2 separate regions of the Bactrocera dorsalis genome follow, and region 2 is linked to region 1. The links are chromatin contacts, called in public Hi-C maps. All regions are on one chromosome and are shown on one strand. Each heading gives the region's core, a stretch centred on a gene start, on an enhancer-like site or on the middle of the called end of the contact. The rest is flanking DNA. Distances are from core to core; before and after follow the strand shown. Region 1 overlaps LOC105223966. Region 2 has its middle 11 kb from the start of LOC105223965.

Region 1 (4,905 bases), core at 1,643-4,142:
CAATATACCCTTCACAGATTCATTTCTTTTAGCAACTATGTGTTCAGAATATGGAAGCTATATTCTATACTTAAAACCTTAACTTAAAACTTGGACGAAAGAAAAAAAAACTGAAAATTTGATTTTTGACAGACGTGTTTACAAAAAAAATCAAAACTTTGCGACATTTTTTTTTTTCAAAAAGTTGTAATTGAAAAAAACAGTCCTTCGTATAAGTCTTTAAGAATTGTAACTCAAAGACCTGTGGAAAATTTCATGAATATCGATTTAGTAATTCTCGAGAAATCGGCAACCGACTTCAAAAACACAGTTCCGAGAAAAAATTTAAAAACGATATCTTAAAAACTGAGGGACTAGGGTCTCCGACGCTTCCTTCTGGGTGTTACAAACTTCGTGACAAAACTGTTCAGGGTATAAAAATAAATTTATTGAAACCCGTAAACCCATTAAAACACACTATGGAGAGAAAAATAATTTCCAGTTTTCCAGAAACAAAACAAATTAGAAAAAGTCTATTGGAGAAAAATTTAGAAAATATTGCTTGACGGTCATAAAATATAGAAAACTATTAAAAAATAATTTGCCCAAAAATTTCCAACTTTATCGATACCACTATTGTCGGAAATATTGCACTAAAATTTTGACCCATATCATCATTAAAATTAATATTCGATATGGTTATCTATGTATTTGGCGGTTGAGCCATTGAGTGCTAAGACCATTGATACGGTTGTTTTATGAAGCAGCTTTATATACTTATATTCTCCTCAATTATTATTAATACTTATTTTGCGTTATTATCGTATTTTTATATTAATCTCAAACATAATAATACAAATAAATATATAATAAATAATAAATAAGAAATTAAAATAATGCTAATTTAATTTTTTTTATTATTTCGAAAAGTATTTCGCTTATACTAATATTTTGAACCTGACATGAAAAGAGTAACATAAAATTACGCCAAATCCACAGTGATAACAAAAGGTTGACACTGCGTATACGTAATGTCATGATGAGAGTATAAAAAATTAATACAATTTAATTTAAAAACTAAACAAGTCATACTATCTGATCAAATTCAATACGGATTGTCAAAAAAAAATATATATAATCACGTATTTTAATACAAATCTTTATTATCGTTAAAATATGTTGCTTTTGAGCCAGAAAAAGTTAAAGAAGTTCAATTTTCAATAACTGAAAAATAAAAATGAGAGCTTGACACGACTCACCCGTGATCAGTCAAAACAGGCTATTAAAAGAAGTATCTCTACTTAGATCACCCGCTAAAAGCAAAATAGTGGAGAGAGGCACTTTGTGACTTCTCAATATCTACATGCCTCTTTAAAACAAGTTAATTGTTAGAGATGAGAGGCTAAAAAAAGCTGCTACCTACCTACAACCTACCAATGGAATCTTGATTCACACTGCTTTATGAGGAAATCATTGACATTTTGTCAACTTATGGTCATTTTTGTTTTATCTAAACAAAATATTCACTCAACATTAACCCTGTTCCAATAAGTTAACCCTATGTTCCACCTAGGAACTACGGGAATATATATAAATAATAAGTTAACCATAAAAATACTCGAAAGGAAAAAGAATTTTTCCAATCATTCATGCCGAGAATACCCGTTTATTTATTATAATAAATTTAAGCTTTTTGTTATATATTTTTGTATTTTTTTGTTAAAGAGTTGGAAAACATAAATTTCATTAACCACTAACAAAAATCTTGTTGGATTTCGCAAAATGCGTATGTATATTTGTGTAAAAATTACGATATCTTATTTTCAATAGACAATTTCTACGCAATCGCTGCCTCGGCTGTGGTCACCGAATCGCCTGCGACGAGCTGGTCATGCGAACATTCGACAGTGTTTTTCATTTAAAGTGCTTTGCATGCGTCGTATGCGGTGGACTCTTGAAGAAGGGTGAACAGTACGTGGTGAAGCAGGGTCAACTATTCTGCCGATTGGACTATGAAAAAGAAGTCGAAATGCTGCAAGGATACGGTAGGTTCGACAACAAAGAAAAAACAAATATAATCTGAAATATTTGGTAAAAAGTAAGAATTCAAGCAAGGGTTAAGAGGGGCATAACGAAACGATCCAAGATTATTTTGTTAAGATCATGCATGATCATACATTATTTTCAAAACTTCAGACTGGATTAAGTTTGTCGTTTGTTGTGATTCACAAAAAGGGAAGAAGAAACACAAGGGTTAAAACAAGCATTACCGTGCATTACTACATTATCTGACATTACTTGACATAGCTGAATATTACATTTCCTTCTTTAAAACATGTGTTAGATTTCACAAGTAATGGAAAATAGAACCGAATCGAACCTAAGTTGCATCCTACATCCCTACCTCAAACCTTTTTATCATTACCACAACTCTCATTTTAGATCAATACTAAAATACTCTTCCATAAAAATAGATTTCTACGGCGATGACTTGTTTGCACCCAAATTAGATGGCAGACGTGGACCTAAACGCCCACGCACCATACTGAACACACAGCAAAGACGCGCCTTCAAAGCATCCTTTGAACTGTCACCGAAACCCTGTCGTAAAGTGAGAGAGAACTTGGCAAAGGAGACTGGTTTAAGTTTAAGAATTGTGCAGGTATGTACCCTCACATGTACATGATATGCTTGTGAGTGCAATCGCTAAGAAGTACTGAAATCATACTCAAAATTTTCATTACCAAACGTTAAGTCCTCGTTTATTTAATCCGCAGGTTTGGTTTCAAAATCAACGCGCCAAAGTGAAAAAAATCCAAAAGAAAGCAAAGCAAGAGCACACGAAGGGTGCGAGTGACTCGCAGGATTCTCAAGAATCGGACAACAGCAATTTGGCGAAGATTAAAGACGAGGCGCATAGCGACTGCGAGTCGCTGCTGGAGTCACCGTTTTCCGCCTGCGGCAGCAGTGGCGGGGTAGGTGCTGGTGGTGGCGGTGGTGGTGTTGCCTCTTGTGCGGATGGCGCGGTAAAAATGCGCTCCATCAAAGACGAAAACGAGAATACGTCATTTAATTGCATGGAAACCAATAAAGGTGCGTTGCTAACAATGATCAAAAGAGGTAAGAGTCCTGCCTTGGCGCCTCTGCGCCGCTCAGCGACTGCTCTCTGCTACTATGTAGTGCGTACTTATGCTCAAGTGCAAAGTGCAAAAGATGCAAAAGCCGCGGAGCATAAGATAAATGTGGAAAAAATTAAAAATATTAGCCAACAATATTGTCTCATTATACAATTTAAATTCATTAAATTAGAAAAAAATTAGTAGCGGACGGTTTGAAGAGTGGATATTCAAAACAGAAAAACTTTTAATCACTGATGAGTTTAATTTGCCAATTAAGTTATGCTAAGCATATTTAATTGTTGCTTATTTATATAATTGTGGCAACCCTGACCTATAAATTATTAATCATACTTCACCAGATAAAGGTAGTCCTTGAGTTGTGTTATCGAAACCGATAACCGCTATGATCGAAGATAGCCAAAACGAAATCGGGAGGCGAAGTCAAGTAATTTTTTCTAAATAACCTGTGTTTATATGGAGAAAACCAAAGTTACCACGTGGTGAAATATTTTAAAATTAACTCACCACATAGTTCGAACAATCTCTTTCTTGAAGGAAAGAGAAACAGAAGACTGCTGATCGAAAATTAATTATCAAGTTTCGTTCTTAAAAAACTTCAACTATATTCTCTCTAATTAAAAAGTACTTAATTGATCCCAAAACCTCAGGTCAGATCAGGTCTTTAAGCTGAGTTATTCTTCACTGTCTCAAAGTTAGTGTGGAAGATTTCTTTCCAGTGACCCTCTTTTGGGACCTTAGAATAGGACAATGGAGATACAAACCTGGAAAATTTGAACCTAAAATGAGCCAGGTCCATCTGTTCATCAGGTAATACGAGAACTAGTTCCTCAGTTTTGTCCATGCCTTTTTCTTACCAAGAAATTTCTCATTTGTCGGAACCGCCGATATCAGGTCACAAACTGAGCGATCAAAATCAATCTCATACTTTTTTATTTAACAAAATATATTCACAAACTTTTGCATAGATTATTGTTCAAGGAAACGCTGTACTCTCCGCAAAAAATGCATCTGGGAAGCTATAAAGCTTCGGTACAGCCGTAGTTAACATTTTTTCTTGTTTTCGTCCGTCACACACTCTTTAGGACGCCGACAAGGTCCACCGTCTTCGGTGTTCATAGCACCGCTATGGAAACAATCAATGAATGGTTACTTTCGCAGTTAATTTTTTAGTACGTGTCTTTTTACTGTAGACATGGAGTAAAAAAAGGCGCGTTCAAACTAAAAGCTCTTGAAATCATTCCTAAAAAACTAAGGACATTTTATTCCGGCACTTATATCTTTGCTAACGAGTTTTTCTATATAACTTAATTCTACTAAAATAATTTTTTATCATTAAAAAACTTAGAAAGCTTATCATCTCTTGACATTAATTCACTTTATTTAGAAAACTGCAACAAAACGAACGAGCCTTTTCTGAGCACCGTACTTGGCCTGAGCTACTCCACATTTCAACAGCTGATGGGACCGCTGACGCAATCGCCCATGGTGAATCCCATCGATCGGCTCTACAGCATGCAGAACTCCTACTTTCGGCCGGAGGAACTGGCTTACAATGGTTGTTCCAAAGACTTAGTTGAGCCTTAGAAATGGTGGTAGTGCTCATATGAATAAAATATTATTTGATATAATACATTTTAGTCGTGATAGTTGTGTATAAATAAATATATGTATGTATAATTCAACGTTAGTGAAAGTAAAATAAACAATAATATGATTTTATAAAAACACAAGAGCGTAAGCAAAATGGCAAAATCAAAAATAAAACGGTACTCAAGTTTATAACGAT
Region 2 (4,905 bases), core at 823-3,322, 87 kb before region 1:
CTCTACAATGCTCCAATGTTTATATACCCTGCTGCATTTTAGTCGTGCTGCAATATTTTTTTTATATAGAAGAGGTTTCTTCTGCTTAATTGCCGCTGTTAGGCTAATACTGTGCAGAGCTTTTCATTTCGTCCCTTCCCTTTTGGGTTTGTTTGTAGCCACTGCAGCTTGATTTGATGTAGTTTTTTTCTTGGTAGTCATAATATGATCCATAGTTTCACAAACACAAAAAATTCTTTACAAGAACTTTGATCGGTCAATTTATGCCAGCTAATTATATAATAAGCAAAATTTTGTGATATAGTATCTAGTCATAGGAAAAGTATTCCATAGAAGTACTTGATTTCGATCATTCAGTTTGTATGGTCGTCAATATACAAGTACAATAGTAAACCGATATCGGCCGTTTCGTCAATGAGTGATTCTTGGTGAGAAAAAGATGGGTGCAATATTCAAATCGATATCTCGAATACTAAGGGACTACTTCGTGTATATACATAGCTTAATCGACTCAGGTCGTCACCCTGATCATTATATACATATGTACATACATACTATAGGAGACTCTGACGCTTCATTTTGGATGTTGTAATTATCGTGTCAAACTTAATATACCCTGTTCAGGGTAAAAAATATGGAAATCGTCGAGCACGACTGCCTTGTAAGCACTGTTTCGATTGCCAAAGAAGCTCAATGTTTTGGTTCCACTTGAGTTAATGCAAGACAGTCTTGAACCTCATTGAAAATGCGGATGGTTTTGTGGATATGAAAAGGTGGTCACACGCGTCAAGCGAAAGCAATCGTGGTCGAACAACGGCGAACTGTGGCTAAGTCAAGAAAATTTTAGCTATGGCCTCGATGCAATTAGAAAGGAATCATGTACTATGAGCTATTTCTCTACGACCAAACTTTTAATTCGGATCTGAACCGTCAACTTTGGACTTTCTTTATGAAAAAATCGCCTAGAAACCGATTGATTTCGCAAATAAAAGAGGGATTGCGTTTCAGTAGAGCAACGACAGCTAACACACATCGATAGTGACCCGGCAGTAGCTCCGAAATTTTAGCTGGGAGTCTATTGCGCATTCCGTATTATTATTGATTAGATCTGCCTCCAAGTGAATACTAATTTTTTCTGTTTTTGGCAAATGATTTTGCTGCTAAAAAATGTGTCAAGAGCAGATTGTGAAATCCACGGTCTTAGTTCTTTAACAGTCACGATGGTTTCCAAGAGAGTGACCTTACAGAACTTGCAACGCACAGCATCTGTCAAAGAAGCCTGACGAAAAAACGTTGATGTATGTATTTAGAAAAAGAGGAAAACGTGCTTATAGTACATATTTTCTCTTTGTTATATTAATAAGTTCAATTTCGAATTTCGAAAATCAAAATTTCGAACTTAGAGGCTAACTTCGAAAAACAAAGAAATAACAATTTTTAATTATTACGCGATTTTTCGAAAAAATTAGTTTGGCTGAATATCCAGAAACAAGTGAATTTTTCCGTTGTGTGCTATATAATCACACATACATACATACACACAGATTTACATGCAAAGTACATCAATAAGTCCCGATAAATTTGCACTTTTTTGCTTACTCAAATAATACTAAATTCATTTGCATCTAAATGATGTCTAAACGGACACACAAACACTTGTAAAGTAGTTGTGCATTTATGCATGAGTATGTGTGTGTTACTATGCAGCGACTTTCACTTTTCTTTGCTTACTCGTAATATTGTACATAATTGACTTAGCGAAACGGGCAAACAGATGGCATGCGATGCCATTCACACAACACGCTCAATCTCGCTCACAAATGCTGGAGCAATAGCAAGCAATGCCATTGATATATCGCAATGTTGACACAAGAGACGCGGCAGAATTCCTCCGATTTTGATTCCTGCCAAACACATACACACATACATATGTATGTGTGTGAGTATAAACATAGCGGGAAGCATTTGAAGAGTTAAGTGTTTGTGTTGCACATGCAGACAATAGCTGCGAACCGACGAACGGCCGGACGGACGGACGGCCAATGCGAGCGCACAGCGCAATCGACAGATTTGTCTGCTGAGTACACTAATTTGCCGGCAATTCAGTGCATATTTACAACACGAACCCAAACACAAACGAAATGACACGCCACGAACATTTTAAACATCTGCGAAATTATTATTATGAACCAATTGCGAGGAGTAAATCTTTCAACGGCCTACACACGTACCAATTCTTTGTAGACACTTCGACGCATTTCTGCGTGTGTATGTGTGTGTGTTTGCCACGTTCGGCCGCTTTTGTGCGGCGATCGAACGGGTGCTCAGCCTGTCGGGGTTCGTAAAATTAGTCTACTCCACATCGCCGGCCTGCTGGGCCAACCAACATAATATGAAGCAGTCAAACTGTCGGTTTATTTAAACACTTGAAAGTTAGCAAAATACGCAACCGCAATGCTGGAGCCCCGGGCGCGTACGTGGTCCAGTGGCTACCCTTTGCTTGTTGGCTTCCTTTCGCTCGCTTTCTTTACTTCTCAGCGCTCTTTTGTCTTGTGTGTATGCTCTTGCAGCAAAGGGATGATCAGCATTACTTTATTATAGTTTGTTACCGATTAAATGATTTCTGTATCCTTGAAAATATTTAAGAACACTTACGTTGGAAATTTATTTTCCTTTTATCGCTACGTCCGATGTTGACAGATTTGTTTGCACGAACTGTGAAGAGAGATGAAGGTGCGCTCGTCAATAAGCAACCTCCCCTACAGCACACAGCACTATCTCGTGCGGAATACATACATACAAACAAAGAGTTGCAGTTGTGAAGAAACCCATAAAATAAAAATCCCCAAAAAAAAAATTACAACAAAAAGATTACAAAAAAATTACAACAACAAAAACTATATAAAAAATTACAACAACAAAAATTACAACAAAAAATACCACAACAAAAAATTTCCAGCAAAAAAATTACAACAAAAAAATACAGCAAAAAAATTACAACAACACGCCAAAATTGCGTGCAAGGACTACCCGCTGTTGTTTCGCCACTTAAAACCAAATTTGCAATCTCGGCTTACCCGCACCTTCCCTCACTTATCGTGCGCTCACCTTCGTGAGCTCATATCCATACATACATACACACATAAACACACTCGTTAAAGTCAGCTCGTAACGCAAACACACATTCTTGTTTTTTAGGCTCACGCACAAGGTGGTCCCACTTCGTTCTGTGGACGACAGAAATTTTTGCCAAGAAAACGTGAAAATTAATTTCCTATTGCCAAACTCCATTCAACCGCAACGCGGTTTTTGTGGCTCTGGTCTCGTTTATTTAATGTTGTTTCCACTCTTTGTTCACCTTTTTTCACCCCTACCGTGTGTTGTTATGAGTATTTTGTATTTTGTCATCATGCCTAAATGAGTTTCGAAGTGATCTGAACCAGAAGTGATGTTCGGCTAGTCCTTTTGTGCTCGACGATCACAAAAGTGTCCATTGTGTCAGTGTCAGTTGGGGTTTTTTTTATTAAAATTTTGTTTTTGTAACGCGCAGAAACTCTTTTTTTGTGGGAAGGATTTTGTCAGTAGCACAATTTGATATTGTCAACAGGATATTTTATTATGAAGGTAATTAACAACAAAAATAGGCGTAATGATATGCTTAGGGATATGTGTATAATTATGTCTAGTTTAAGAATTTAGTAACAAATGCAGCTTGAATTATGAAATTTAAATTTTATTCTACACATTTTGTGGCTTAGGAGCTCATATGTACTTTTGTGTCAAAAAGACACAACCGCAGCGTAAGGGTTAATAAGCATTTAGCATTTCGTGGTTTCAAACCTTTTAAGACAGCCGGTACAGTTGGTATATTTCCCGCTCAACTACAGAACGGTGCAGATCCACTGTCTCATCGAGTTGCTAGTATTTGTAAATCTCGTGTCCATTTAGAGTACACGCCAAGTAGATGGCCGCAGGCCGAAGTTATCTTAATACCGAAACCGTAAAAGGAAAACTACTGCTTGTCAAAATCTTGCGGACCGATCAGCATAACATCCTTTCTACTAAAAAGTATAGAGCGGATCTGCGATGATCTCATCAAACAATAAATTCCGCCAAACCGTTTGGAATTCAGGCAGCATGCGTATGTCGATGGGAAATCAGTTAATACTGCCTTACATGAGGTAGCTGGTATAATCAAATATTTCTTAGAAAGACGAGAGTTCACCGAAGTGGCATTCCTTGACCTAGAAGGTGCATTCAACAATGCTACCCGACTGATTATGTTATCTGTTATCGTTTCATTTTGACATTATTCCGAACCAGTTGACTTGATTAAGTCATGTGCTAACCAATAGTCAAGCAATATACGACGGGCAAGGTATAAAAATTTCTCACTAGATTAATTATAGCACCCCCAAGGAGGCATCCTATCCTCCTTCTGTGAGTCACCTTGATCAACAATTACTACATATCAGCACAGGGAGAACTTCAAGGTTCTCAGCTACGCGGACGACCTCGCTGTCCTCTGTTCAGGGTTGAATTTGAATCGCCTATCCATACATAGAATGCATCTCTGAATTACAACAGCGCGAGGCTGTTTTCTTTCCTTCATTGGGAGTTTTTTTTACGTGGTGGGTTCCAAATCCAGCGCACAACCCTGGGGAGGTATACTTCCTCTTTTTACTTTAGCTTGGTTGAAGACCGGAAGTCTTGAGCTGCTTGAGGCATATGTAAAAAGATCGTTTCTGGTCACTCCCAAGTGAATGGCGCTGAGAGAACTTTAATCACTTGCGTGAACTTCTACACAAGACCCCATCATTCTTCTACAATTCAGTATTTCAGGCAGAAAAAAGTTATTTTGGGATCACGTTGATGGTGTACAGACCAAAATTTCCTATTCTTTGC

Evidence for each region. A called contact is a pair of places that touch in the nucleus more often than the background predicts.
Region 2: a Hi-C map of whole body shows a contact between it and region 1, with 2.6 times the contacts expected there. The contact joins two enhancer-like sites.

The regions. Positions count from the first base shown.
Region 1 is chr5:24,226,763-24,231,667 of ASM2337382v1, reverse strand. It overlaps LOC105223966, which reads left to right. Exons shown (of 6, transcript XM_049458251.1): 3 at 1,810-2,024; 4 at 2,454-2,641; 5 at 2,757-3,072; 6 at 4,504-4,905. The coding sequence ends at 4,703. Among protein-coding and RNA genes, the nearest start is that of LOC105223966, 13 kb to the left of the region's middle. Within about 2 kb of position 2,892, the one cell type or tissue checked has open chromatin away from gene starts, as enhancers often do.
Region 2 is chr5:24,312,933-24,317,837 of ASM2337382v1, reverse strand. No RefSeq gene overlaps it. Among protein-coding and RNA genes, the nearest start is that of LOC105223965, 11 kb to the left of the region's middle. Within about 2 kb of position 2,072, the one cell type or tissue checked has open chromatin away from gene starts, as enhancers often do.